Linked DNA regions of Sus scrofa: region 2 is linked to region 1. A link is a contact called in public Hi-C data. All regions are on one chromosome and are shown on one strand. The core of a region is the stretch at or near the end of the contact, and the rest is flanking DNA. Distances in the headings are between cores, read along the strand shown.

Evidence for each region. A called contact is a pair of places that touch in the nucleus more often than the background predicts.
Region 2: a Hi-C map of retroperitoneal adipose tissue shows a contact between it and region 1, with 2.0 times the contacts expected there. The contact joins two enhancer-like sites. A contact is called at or near these places in 1 of 5 promoter capture datasets (liver), 31 of 47 Hi-C or Micro-C datasets (adipose tissue, alveolar macrophages, blood and 16 more) and 2 of 2 datasets of contacts at active chromatin or transcription factors (alveolar macrophages and skeletal muscle).

Annotation. Positions count from the first base shown.
Region 1 is chr13:34,145,119-34,150,805 of Sscrofa11.1, reverse strand. No RefSeq gene overlaps it. Among named protein-coding and RNA genes, the nearest start is that of RPL29, 26 kb to the right of the region's middle. Within about 2 kb of position 2,610, at least 17 of the 83 cell types and tissues checked have an H3K27ac peak or open chromatin away from gene starts, as enhancers often do. A contact at or near this core is called in alveolar macrophages, retroperitoneal adipose tissue and spleen, where this site is marked.
Region 2 is chr13:34,270,271-34,275,659 of Sscrofa11.1, reverse strand. It overlaps POC1A (POC1 centriolar protein homolog A), which reads left to right. Exons shown (of 11, transcript XM_021068878.1): 8 at 1,212-1,280; 9 at 3,536-3,634. Among named protein-coding and RNA genes, the nearest start is that of POC1A, 35 kb to the left of the region's middle. Within about 2 kb of position 2,774, at least 20 of the 83 cell types and tissues checked have an H3K27ac peak or open chromatin away from gene starts, as enhancers often do. A contact at or near this core is called in alveolar macrophages, retroperitoneal adipose tissue and spleen, where this site is marked.

The DNA.
Region 1 (5,687 bases), core at 1,361-3,860:
CTGAACCCAGCCACGGAGTTACTTACCGTCCCTCCAATGTGATGGTCCATCATGCTATTTCCAGCCTTTGAACCCCTTTCACCTCCTCCCTCATGAAGCTCTCTGTGACTACCAGGGTGGATCAAGAGCCACTTCCAGGTTCCCGCAGCACTGTACTTCCCACTTCATGGCACTGGGTGGTCTGCCCCATAGGTGCCTAGTTGCCTCCCCACCAGAATATGAGCCTGAAGCTCACGCCATGGTGCAGTGGGTTAAGGATCTGACTGCAGTGTCTTGGGTTGTTGGCGGAAGTGTGGGTTTAATCCCCTCCGGCCTGGTGCAGAGAGTTAAAGGATCTGGATTTGCTGCAGCTGAAGTATAGGTTACAGCTGTGGCTCGGATTCATTCTCTGGCCCAGGAATTTCTATGTGCTGCAGGTGTGGCCATAAAATTAAAAAAAAAAAAAAAAAGAATATGGGTTCAGTTAAGAGTGGGGCCTGGTGATGGTGACCTTGGTGGCCCGGAGCTCTGCCCAGGATCGGCTCAGCAGAGTTGGTACAACAGGACAGGCTGAGACGCTGTTCCACTCACAGCTGTGTGGCCTTAGGCCGGGAGTGCCACCTCTCTAGGCATCTGTTTGCTTGTCTATGGACTGGGCACACAGCAAAATTTCAGTATTTGATGAACACATGAATGAATAAGAAGCTGGTCTAGAGGGTGTGCAATCCCTGTGACTCAAACCCTCTAAAGTTTCTCTCCTCATTCAAGCCACAAGGCTCTCTGCCCAGGTATGTGCCAGCAGAGATGGCCACTGGCCTTGGGATGAGGTGGACAGAAGCTCTGGGAATGGTCAGGGCAGGCAGGAGCTACAGCGGAGCTGAGAAGCTGGGACCTTGATGGGGTGATGGGTGACAGAGCCTTGGAGGGAAGGCATAAAGACTTCAGGATGACAGGTGGAGTGTCCATCCCTGAACATTCCTGGTGTGCGAGAACCCCAGCCTGCCTGGGGGCAGCACGCCGTCCCCAACTTCCCCACACCCCAGCAGCTTCTCCTGAAACCTGCTCGGCTCTAACCGTCTGTCACCGGGGCTGGTGATTCACACGCTCCGTTCCTCTTTCCTCTTCCTGACTAATTATAGCTCCTGCGTGTTTTTCCCCCTGGAAAAAATGTCTTCTTAAAAAAATATATCCCCAAGCCAGCAGTGGTTAACTTGGTGAGCAGTGTGCAATTCAGATGTACTCTGAGGACGGGAGGGTTCCTGGTGTGGGGAGATGTCTTCTGTCCAAAAGAGGAAGGGACAGGCGTGGGACTCGGGGTGGCTATGGGACACTTCAAGTAGCAGAAGCTCTGCCCACCCCCCACTCCACCTGTTATGACTCTGGGGACCCTGAGGAATTGCAGTCACAGTAACAGTAATGGGGACTCTATGGAGCACTGTGTGCTGGGCACAGTGCCAACTGTTCACTACGTGCATTGACATCTCTCCTCTGACACCTGCTGAAGTAGGCCCTGCTGGCCCCACTCTGGACAAGAGGATATGAGCTCAGAACCCTCCTGGGGTCACACAACCATCTGTGGTGGGGTCAAATGTGAAGCCTGGGGCACCAGGAGTTGTGGCAGGTAGGGACCAGGGCCAGTGGCCTGAGAAGAGGGAGGCCCAGGGCCATTAGCCCCTCCAGGCACATGGCCCTCTGGCCTGTTTCTCCCTCCCCCGGCTTCTGGGAATCCAGCAGTTCCTCTGGAACTGGGCCAGAGTTGAGACCACAAGTGTTGTCTGAGCTCTTCGTGGGGCCCAGTGAATACACGTTAGAGCAGATGTCTGAGCAGGCGCCCTGGCCAGGTGGGGAGGGGAGACACTGCTGGGACCTGGTTCTAGAGCAACAGAGACAGAGAGGCCGAGATATGGGAGACCAGGTCAGGGAGCCAGACAGAGATAGAGAGAGGGGCAGAGATGGAAACAAACAGAGAGACAGGGTCAGGTCTGAGTCAGAACCCAAAGGACCAAGATAACCCCAGAGAGAAGAGACAGAGACACAGGGCAGGGGACTGAGGCCCAGACTGAGCAGCAGGGACAGCTGCAAAGGGAGAGGACCCCAGACCTGGCATGGCCAAGGGGCTAGATCAGCCAGAGAACCAGAGGCCTGGGGACTAGGAAAGAGTTGGGAGGGAGGGATTGTTGAAAAAATGGTGAGGAAAGAGATGGAGGCCCAAGACCGCATGAGGTCAGGCTCTGCTGGCAGGGAAGGGTGGCTGTGGACACTCCAGGCCTGGTGTAGGAGTTGGGAGCATGAGGCCTCCTCATTTCTATCAATCCAGGAAGACTGCCTGGGGAGGTGGCTCCAGAGGGGGTGAGCACATGGGCATTAGGAGAGCTGAGGTGCATGGATCAAATGAGCAGGGTGGAGGCAGGAGGGGGGCATCCCAAGAGGGCTCCCCTGGAACCACCTCTCTGAAGCTAGCCTGTGCCCCCCTCTCCACCAATGCCAAGGCCAAGACCCACTCCAAGGGCTGAGGAAAATCCAGGCAGAGCTAGGCCTCTACTTTTCTCCTGGGGAGGAGTTTGTGCGGTCAGCCTGAGGCCAGAGGCCTCCTGCCTTGTCCAGCAGAGCCACCAGCCTCCCAGCAGGGAACAGGAGGGAGGCAGGTTCAGTGGGCAGCCTTCCCTGGTGTCAGGCTGGGACAACCCCCCACACCCCATTCCCCACCAGCCATTAGGAAAGACACCCCCTCTACAGCCCCCAAGGCTAGGGGTCTGTCCCACTCAGACTTCTCAGGCAGAGCCAGGAATCTCTCAACTTAGGACAGGACTGTGCTTCCTTCCCCTGACCTTCAAGGCAGGGCCTGTGCTCCCCTCAGACCCTCCAGGCTAAGGGAGGACCCCTTCCCCAGGCCCCTCATCCCACTTTGCCTTGGCAGCCCAAGAGGTGTCGACAGCCCTGCTAACCACAGGCAGGCTGGCCCTGGCTCCAGCCATCACCTCCCCCCAAGTCCTCTGGACACCTGACACGGCTGCTGCCTGCCCTGGATCAGGGCCCAGTACCCAGGGCCTGTAAGCCAGGCAGCTGTCGCGATTTCCGGCTCAGGGGGCCTCCAGGGCTAACACCTCTTAGCCACTTTCTCATTTTGACTCTCCCGGCCAAGTCTGGGCTTTTCTGGGGTCGGTGTCTGGATCCTGGAGCATCTGTCATGGGAGGGGAGGGAGTCACAGCAGGGAGCAGGTGGCCTTGAGTGGCCTTGAGCCCAGAAGACCAGCACAGGCTCCCAGGATATGCCCTTGAGCCTTAGGGATGAGGGAGGAAGTGGCTGCCGACCCCTGGGAGGGGGGGTTCACCAAGGCAGGAGGAAGGTGTCCCTGTAGGCCCCTCATTATTGGTCCAGCCACCCAAGAGGGCTGGGGACACTATGGCGATCAGGGCATTTTGATGGAGACACCTGGTTTACGGATCCCTGAGATAAACCAAGAAACCTCCTTTTATAATGACATAACAGGGTAGGGTTTGGAGTCTGACAAACCAGGTCTCTTCAGCTCAGGCTCTGGAGACATGACCAAGCCTCAGTTTCTTCGTCCATAAAATGGTGCTTCCAGTAACTCCTTTCTCAAAGAATGCTGTGAACAATTGAGATTTCACACATGAAACTGAAACATGAACGGCTCTGCTTTAGCAGCTCAGGTCCCACCAGAGGCTCCAAATTCCTCCCCAGAATCCCCTCAGGGCCCCTCCCCATAGGAGAAGATAGGCAGCCCTCAGACCCTTGGTGCAGCCTGGGGCAGACTAAGCTGAGGTCTGAGGGGAAAGACAAGGCCTGGGTGGGGATAAGGAGCTAGGAGAGCCGGGTGGTGGTCCCCTCCTGGGTGGGACTGCTGGCCAGCCCACAGTCCCTTACCTCGGGCCTCTGAGCCACAGGGATTGGACTGGCTGAGCACCTCAGTCACCCTCTGCACCCCCACCCTGGCTCCAGCCTCCTTCCAGGCCAGCTTGGCCTTTGGCCCCAGCTCCTCTGACAAGAAGAGAGGGAGGACACTGGGCCACCCTCATCTCAGACCATTTTTAGCCCCCAAGGAACTCGGCGTCCTCCCAGCAAGGGTGCGTGGGTCGTAGCTGGGTATTAATAGCTCAGTTGACTGGGACTTTCGCAGCCAAACCCTGGAGGCCTTGCATCCTGGGCGGGCTGGGCAGCCCTCTCCTCGTCCACACATCCTCCACTGGCTCTCGTGCATTCCTGTCCCCCAGGTCTTCTCTCACCTCCCTGCAGCCCTCACCCTCTTACACATGCTGGTTCCCCTCTTGGCTGAATCTCCCTGTGCTCCCCTTGGGGAGGAGGAGACCTCCTGGGTCAGGGCCCCAGCAGTGGGTGAATGGCTGAGACTGGTCCATGACCAGGCCCCGTGGGAGATGAGAACAGAGAGGCCTGTGATAAGGCTTCCTCCTTGGCACCCTTCTCTGCCTGCTGGCCTCTCATTCCTGCTTGCCTCCTCCACCCCAACTCCCCCACCAGCTGCTGTGTGGGCTCATCCCCAAATCTCTGGTCATGCTGGGCCCAGAACAGAGAAGAGGCAGGAAAACTCAGCTGGCAGAATGGAGGCCTGGAAAATGTGCCCAGGACGATGCTGCCTGCACATGGCTCAGGTGGGACAGCAGATGCCTGAAGAGCCTGAAGGACCGCCTCTCGGGGCAGTCTGGGAAGTGAGAGGACCCTGGGCAGTGACTGGGGACCTAGGGCCTCGCCACAGTTCTTCTTCTGAGACCCCCTCCAGAAAGATCAGCACACAGCTGATGTTAACCTCTGACCTCTGACCCTACCTCAGCCTGAGTCCTGACCTTGACCCCAGAGAGCCTGGCTCATCAGGTTCTGAGTCATGGCCCCTGCCCTCTGAACCCTGACTCTAAGCCAAGACTGGACTTCTGACCATTGGACAAGACTGAAGCTCAACCCTCTGATCTCTGACCTCAGCTCCAGTTTAAGTCTAAGCCCTTAAGCTCAAGTTGAATGTGGGCCACCATCCTCTGGTTCCCACTCCAGACTGAGTATTCAAGCCAGTTCCAGGTTTAGCAAGGACTGGTCCCTTCTTGCCTTTCTGAGCCTCAGTCCTGAGCTTATCCAGTCTCCTAGCTCTCTACTCAGCCTGGAGGAGGCCCTGAGTGCTCCTCACAATCCCTCAGCCACCCCCACCCCAAGTTTTGAAGCAAGCTGACACAAGGAGCACATCACACTAGGCGATTTATGACTTGGACGAGCAGAGGCCTGAAACATATGCTATTTCTGGGCTGGATCTTGTTGTTTGGACCAGGGGGAAACACAGCCCACAGCAGAGGGAAGGGAAACACAGATGGGCAGATGGGCCCTCGTGTTCCCAGACACCACATGGTGGGGCACAGGGGCCCCAGGTGACCTGGGGCTGGGGCCATGCTCTTCTGGGGCAGATAAGCAGATGTGCCCATTCTGACCTGGAGGAAACAAATCATGAAAAATGGGACACTCTCCCCAACTCCTGCACATCGTTTTCTTTCTAGCTGCAGATCCCATACTCCCAGCAGCTCAGAGTGGAAACTGGGTCCAAGTCCCATCTCTCCTCTCCACAGACTGTGAGCCCTGGGGCAGGTCGCTTAGCCCTGGCCTCCAACAACGTCAGCAGCCTCATCTGTAAAATGGGGATGTGACGCTACTTCCTCGTGGGGTTCTATGAGGACAACCAGAATCTCGGCGG
Region 2 (5,389 bases), core at 1,525-4,024, 120 kb before region 1:
GCTCCGGGCAGCCCAGCCCTTGGTGGTAGCTGGCCTTGTACTTCTTCGTCACCCCCATTATGGGCGGCTTGGAGAGGCGGAGCTGTGGGTATATTCCAGAAGCCTGGGCAGACATGCTTCCTCTGCCCAGTACACCTGGGCCTAGGGGGCAGCTCTGTTTAACCTGCCTGTCTCTTCTGGGCAAGGCAGAAGCTGGCCTTGCTCCATGACCTTGGGAGCCCGCAACCTGTCAGGTCTTTCCTGGCATCAAGTGGAAGCGCTTCTCAGTCTTGCTCTTGTCCAATGTGTCGGCCCCACTGTTGGAGGCACCTCATATGGGCAGCCAGGGCTCCTGTTGCTCCCTGTGCTACTCTGGAGGGAATGAGGCGGCCCTTGGCAGTGGCTGTACTGTCATCATCCAGGAAAAGAGCCTCTTTGATCTTTCTGGTCCTGCTTGGGAATGCTGGTTGGTGGCACCCTCAAAGTCTGGCCAAAAGGAAGAGGTGGTTTGTGGTGTGCTGGATGGTTTCTTGCTTTGCGCATCTTTCTGAGATGGATGTCAAGTGTGCGAGGAAGAGCCCTCCCTTTTTACTGGGTGATCAGGCCCCCTGCCCCAGGCCTGGCTGTGCCCACTGGCCTCAGAGCACTGCTGGGCTCAGGCCTGGCATCATGCTATGGACAGTTGTGTGGTTCTTCAGCACCTGGGAAGCCAGAGCAACACGTCTTCTCCCAAAGCCCCAACGTGAGGGGAATGACGTGCCCTTTGGAGGGGTGTGTCATGTTCCTCCCCCTCCTCCATCCTGCCCTGGTCTGGACTTCCTGACTGCACCCTACCTCTGCTCCCTGGCTCTGCTGTGGGGCTCTGCACTTCTCAGGTCAGCTGCAGGGAGGAGTATGGCCTGGCTCAGGAAACTGGGTTCTAGTGCTGGTGCTGGGCCCAGCTTAAGTCCGTGCACCTCTCTGACTTGGCTTCTCCTTGGGAGGTGGGGGCAGCGTTTCCAGCCCAGCAGGGCTGTCCACGTGGAATGTCCTGCTCATTCCTGGACCACATGGCCTGGCCTTTGTCATTAGTGCTCGTGCATGGGCTCCTTTGGGTTCTCCACCAAAGGTTGGGGAGAACATGTGCAGCCCTCTGCCCTACTGCCCTTACTCAGGAGCTTCTGGTTCCTTTCTGTGCACTGAGAATCTAGAGTAACCTTTAGTGTTTGTCCTTTTTTGGTTTGTTCTCATAGGGTCCAGCCACCACCGTTGCCTTTTCAAGAACGGGGGAATATTTTGCTTCTGGAGGTTCTGATGAACAAGTAAGTAAAAAATGGTCTGAGGCGTCTCAGCTGATACTGATGAGAACAGAACAGGGGCCTGACGTGTCTTGGGGGCCGGTGGGCTGGGTTTCATCAGCTTCCTTAGTGGCTTTCAGCCGTCCTGAAGCCTGGATCATGAGCTGGGGTGCTCAGACCCAAGGCTCTTGGCTTCCCAGAGCAAGTGTGCTGCAGGCACTGACCCTGTGGCAGCATCTCAAAAGCCTTATTGCTCAAACCAGTATGGGTTGGAAGGAGTCTGGGTTATTGTTGCCATGAGAAAGTTAGGGTTTTTTTTTTAAGAACTTCTTTTTCCTGATTATAGGTGAAAAATGAGATAATCATTGGATGTTTACTGTGGGCCTGGTAATGCGGGCAACACGGTGAGAGTCAGACCTTGTTCAGTCCTCAGGCAGCCCCTTGGGGCAGGCCCTGTCTTCACCTCTTCTCTGGATGAAGAGACAGAGTCTCAGCAGACCTCGGAGCTGAAGGCTGCCTGTCCCTGGGATCCAGCCCAGAGTCTGGCACCTGGGAGGCTTCAAGGGCATTGAAGGGTCCACCCATAGGGAACCTTTCTCCAGTTCCACACAGTACTGCTTATCCAGAGAACCATATTTGCCTGAGGCAGGGAAGAAGGGGGGATGTTCCAAGTCACTGATGACCTGGTACATCGCCCAGAATGTTCATCCCATCAGGGCGAGGCCTTACAGCTCTGACTGCTCCACCCGGGAAAGTCCCACTGGCCCTGATCAGATGGACTGATTTCAGTTGAGTCGCTGCCGGGAAAGCCGAAGTTGGTTGAAGGCACAGTCTGGGTAAGAGATAGCAGGCGTCTTCCCACCCCCGCACCAGCTCCTGTGCTAACCAGATGAGAGGACCACGGAGCCTTGCCTGGGCAGAGAGGCCTGGCTTACTGCTTAGAAGACTAGAGAAACTAGTGCAGTAAACTCACACCATAAATAAAGTCATGGTGACAGGAATTCATATAGCACAAGAGGCCCGGGCCCCCTCCTCAGGCAGCCTCTGCTGTCAACTCCCTGGCTCCCTTCTGATAGTCTGCTCGGAGAGCCTTTTTGGAATGACACTTGACATTCTCTCTTCGCATTCCTTGTTGCCATTCCTCTGCTCAGAATCATGTAGCAGTTAGTCTTGTGCAATGCACAGGACCCTCTAAGCAAAGGGGTGTGTGCCAACGTTCTGTTTTAAAGGTGACAAGTGAGAGACCCTAGATGCCCATCATCTGGGAAGAGAGAAACTGCGGTGCTGCTCTGGGAGTGGAGAAGAGCCTCTCAAAGAACAAGCTCGTGGCTTTGTTCTGATGGGTTAAGAGTCTAGGGCACGTTGAATTTCCATCTTCTATGGATTCGGTGATTTTGCTGTGGCTTCTGTTGACTGTTGGCCATGATTCTCAGTTCCTGCCCCCGCTGGAAGTGACCCTAGATGAGTGTAGCCGTGTGTGGCTAACACCCTCCAGCAGGGAGCACTCTTGCCCAGCTTTTGTTGAAGGCGCCTCAGGGCATGAAGGTCCTCCTAGGGGAATGTGGAATAATGGATAGGGGTGTTACTTCTCTCTGGAGGCCAGTGTCTGAGCCTCTCTGCAGCCCTTTAAGATGGGAGCTCTGATCATCCCCTTTTCACAGATGAGGGAGGAAACAGGCCTAGAGAGGTTGAGTCCCTTGCCTAAAGCTACACAGTAAAGGATAAGCCGGGATCTTAACCCTAGTGCTCTGGCCTGGAGGCTGTATCTGAACCACTTCTCACAGTGGAGCTAGTTTGGCTGCCACCCTAAACAACTCCCCACTAAAAGTGGGGAGACATGATAAATAAGGAAAAGGGACAAAGATTAAATAACTTCTGACTCTGATGCCATGAAGGAGATAGAGGGCAATACTAGAAACTCAGAGGGAAGGCCTGTCTGGGAAGGTGGTATTAGAGCAGACACTGCAGCCTGAGGAGCCAGCTACATGAAACTTGGGCCTGAGACACCCCAGGCCCAGGGAGCAGCCAGTGCAAAGGCCTGGTGGCGATAGTGACTCCCTGTCCTGGTAGAGCACTCCGATCCTCTCGGGGTCTGTCCAAACGGTCTGCTCTCCGGGGAGGTGGGGCAGGTCCCAGAGATGAGGGGGTGTCAGGTGGGGAACACAATCCCACATCTGGCCCAGAACTTTGGGGGTGGCCTCTGGCCCATCTGTTCCATGGAGAAGGGATGATAAAGGATTTTTCTCTCCCTGATTCTGTGTGCTTGTTGGTCTCGGCAGGTGATGGTTTGGAAGAGTAACTTTGATGTCATCGATTATGGAGAAGTCCTAAGAGTGCAGAGGCCCCCAGCCACGCTGGCCAGCTCCTCCGGGACTCTGGTAAGTGACTTAGCAGCAAGTCCTGAGCCCTGTGACTGGTGGGCTGGCTCATGAACAGCACTGGGCTCGTGGGTAGTGGGGGGGCTACAGTCTAGGCCTCTGATGAGGTCTCATCATTTGCCAAAAACCGCTTATATGCTTGTGATGCTCTCTTTCAAATCCCGAAGCGGGAGTTCCTGTGGTGGCTCAGCAGTAATGGATCCATGGACTGGTATCCATGATGATGTGGGTTCGACTCCTGGCCTTGCTCAGTGGGTTAAGGATACAGCATTGCCGTGAGCTGTGGTGTAGGTTGCAGATGTGGCTCAGATCCGGTGTTGCTGTAGCTGTGGTATAGGCTGGCAACTGCAGCTCTGATTCGACCCCTAGCCGGTGCGGCCCTAAAAAGCAAAAAAAAAAAAAAAAAAAAAATCTCAAGTGAACAAACAAGATGTGAAGAGGCTGTTAGAGTAGATGCTGGGTACCTGGGCACCAGGCCCATTAGGTGGGGGTGTGTGTCCATGGCATAGGCTGCTGGTTGGTTGAAGCCTGAGGAAAGGAAGGATTTGTCCTGTGCTGAGCTTTGGGCCACAGGATCCGGCGTCAGGTTCCTAGAGGGTGCGGGGCCTAAAGCCACAGCTGGGAGGAATGGGAAGGGCCCCAGCCCTCTTCTCACTTCCCTTTTTTTTTTTAAAACCATAGAAAGGAAGTTCCTCAGCCACAAACCATTTTTAGTACCTTTGTTGGTAAAAGGGCATTCGGTATTCCTGAATTAAAAGTTAGCAATATTAATTTTGGACAAATATTTGGGAAAAAATGATAACTGATATGGTCTCGCTGAATAAGGTCACATTCAGCTTTGGCTGAAGTAAACAGTAAAGCCAAGGAGGTTAGAACCCCGAGGGTTGTAAGCTCTGCTGGCCGCAGGAAGTTTAAATCTCTCCCTCCTGGACCTTAGAGGCAGTGTGGCCTCTCCCACACACGGAAACTGGCCTGAACAACAGGAAACGGCTTGCCCAAGGCCCCCAGCAAGTCAAGGTTGGCCCAGAATAGAACCAGGAAGCCTCTGAGTCCATCCTGGGGCTTTCTTTGGCTCCTGCAGTGCGCTGCCCCCCCCCCCCCCCGCCTCCCACACCCTATACTGTGTGTTGGGGTTACCTCTAGGAACAGGCCAAGCTTGGGATTTAAAGCTTTTCTTCTGAGGGTTACCCTTGGCCCAGAGGTTCTGTTCTCCCTCCGCATTTGCTAAGGAGTGCCCGGTCCTCAGCTTTGGGGTTGACTGGGGTTGAGTGGGTTGCATGGTGGTCTACCTGATGCCATTTCACCTTCTGTCTGGAAAGAATGTGGGGTTGGGGTCCTCTGGGGTCCATGTGGCTGTCCTACAGCTTCTCTTGGGTATTTATGGTGAGCCAGGCCAAGCTAAGGCCTTTACATGTACTGCCCTGTCGTTGACCTCATCAGATGAGTGGTCAAGTTACTGCTTCATTCACAGATATGACACCTGGGGCTTAGTCGCCTGCCCTGGTGCCTGGACCTGGAGACCCACTGCACTGGTCCCTCTAAGCAGGGCTGACTGAACTAGAAACTGCAGGTGGCAGAGGCTGCCTGGCAGCACTTCCCCATCCTGGGGAGTGGAGGTGGTGCTGCCACCATTCCCTTCGGAATGGCTGGTAATTGCCAGTAAGGGGAGAATCCCATGCTCCTTTTCTTGTAACTATCGAGAAAATAATTTGGACAAGCTGCCTCTTGTCCCTTCAGACCTGGCTCAGGAATGAA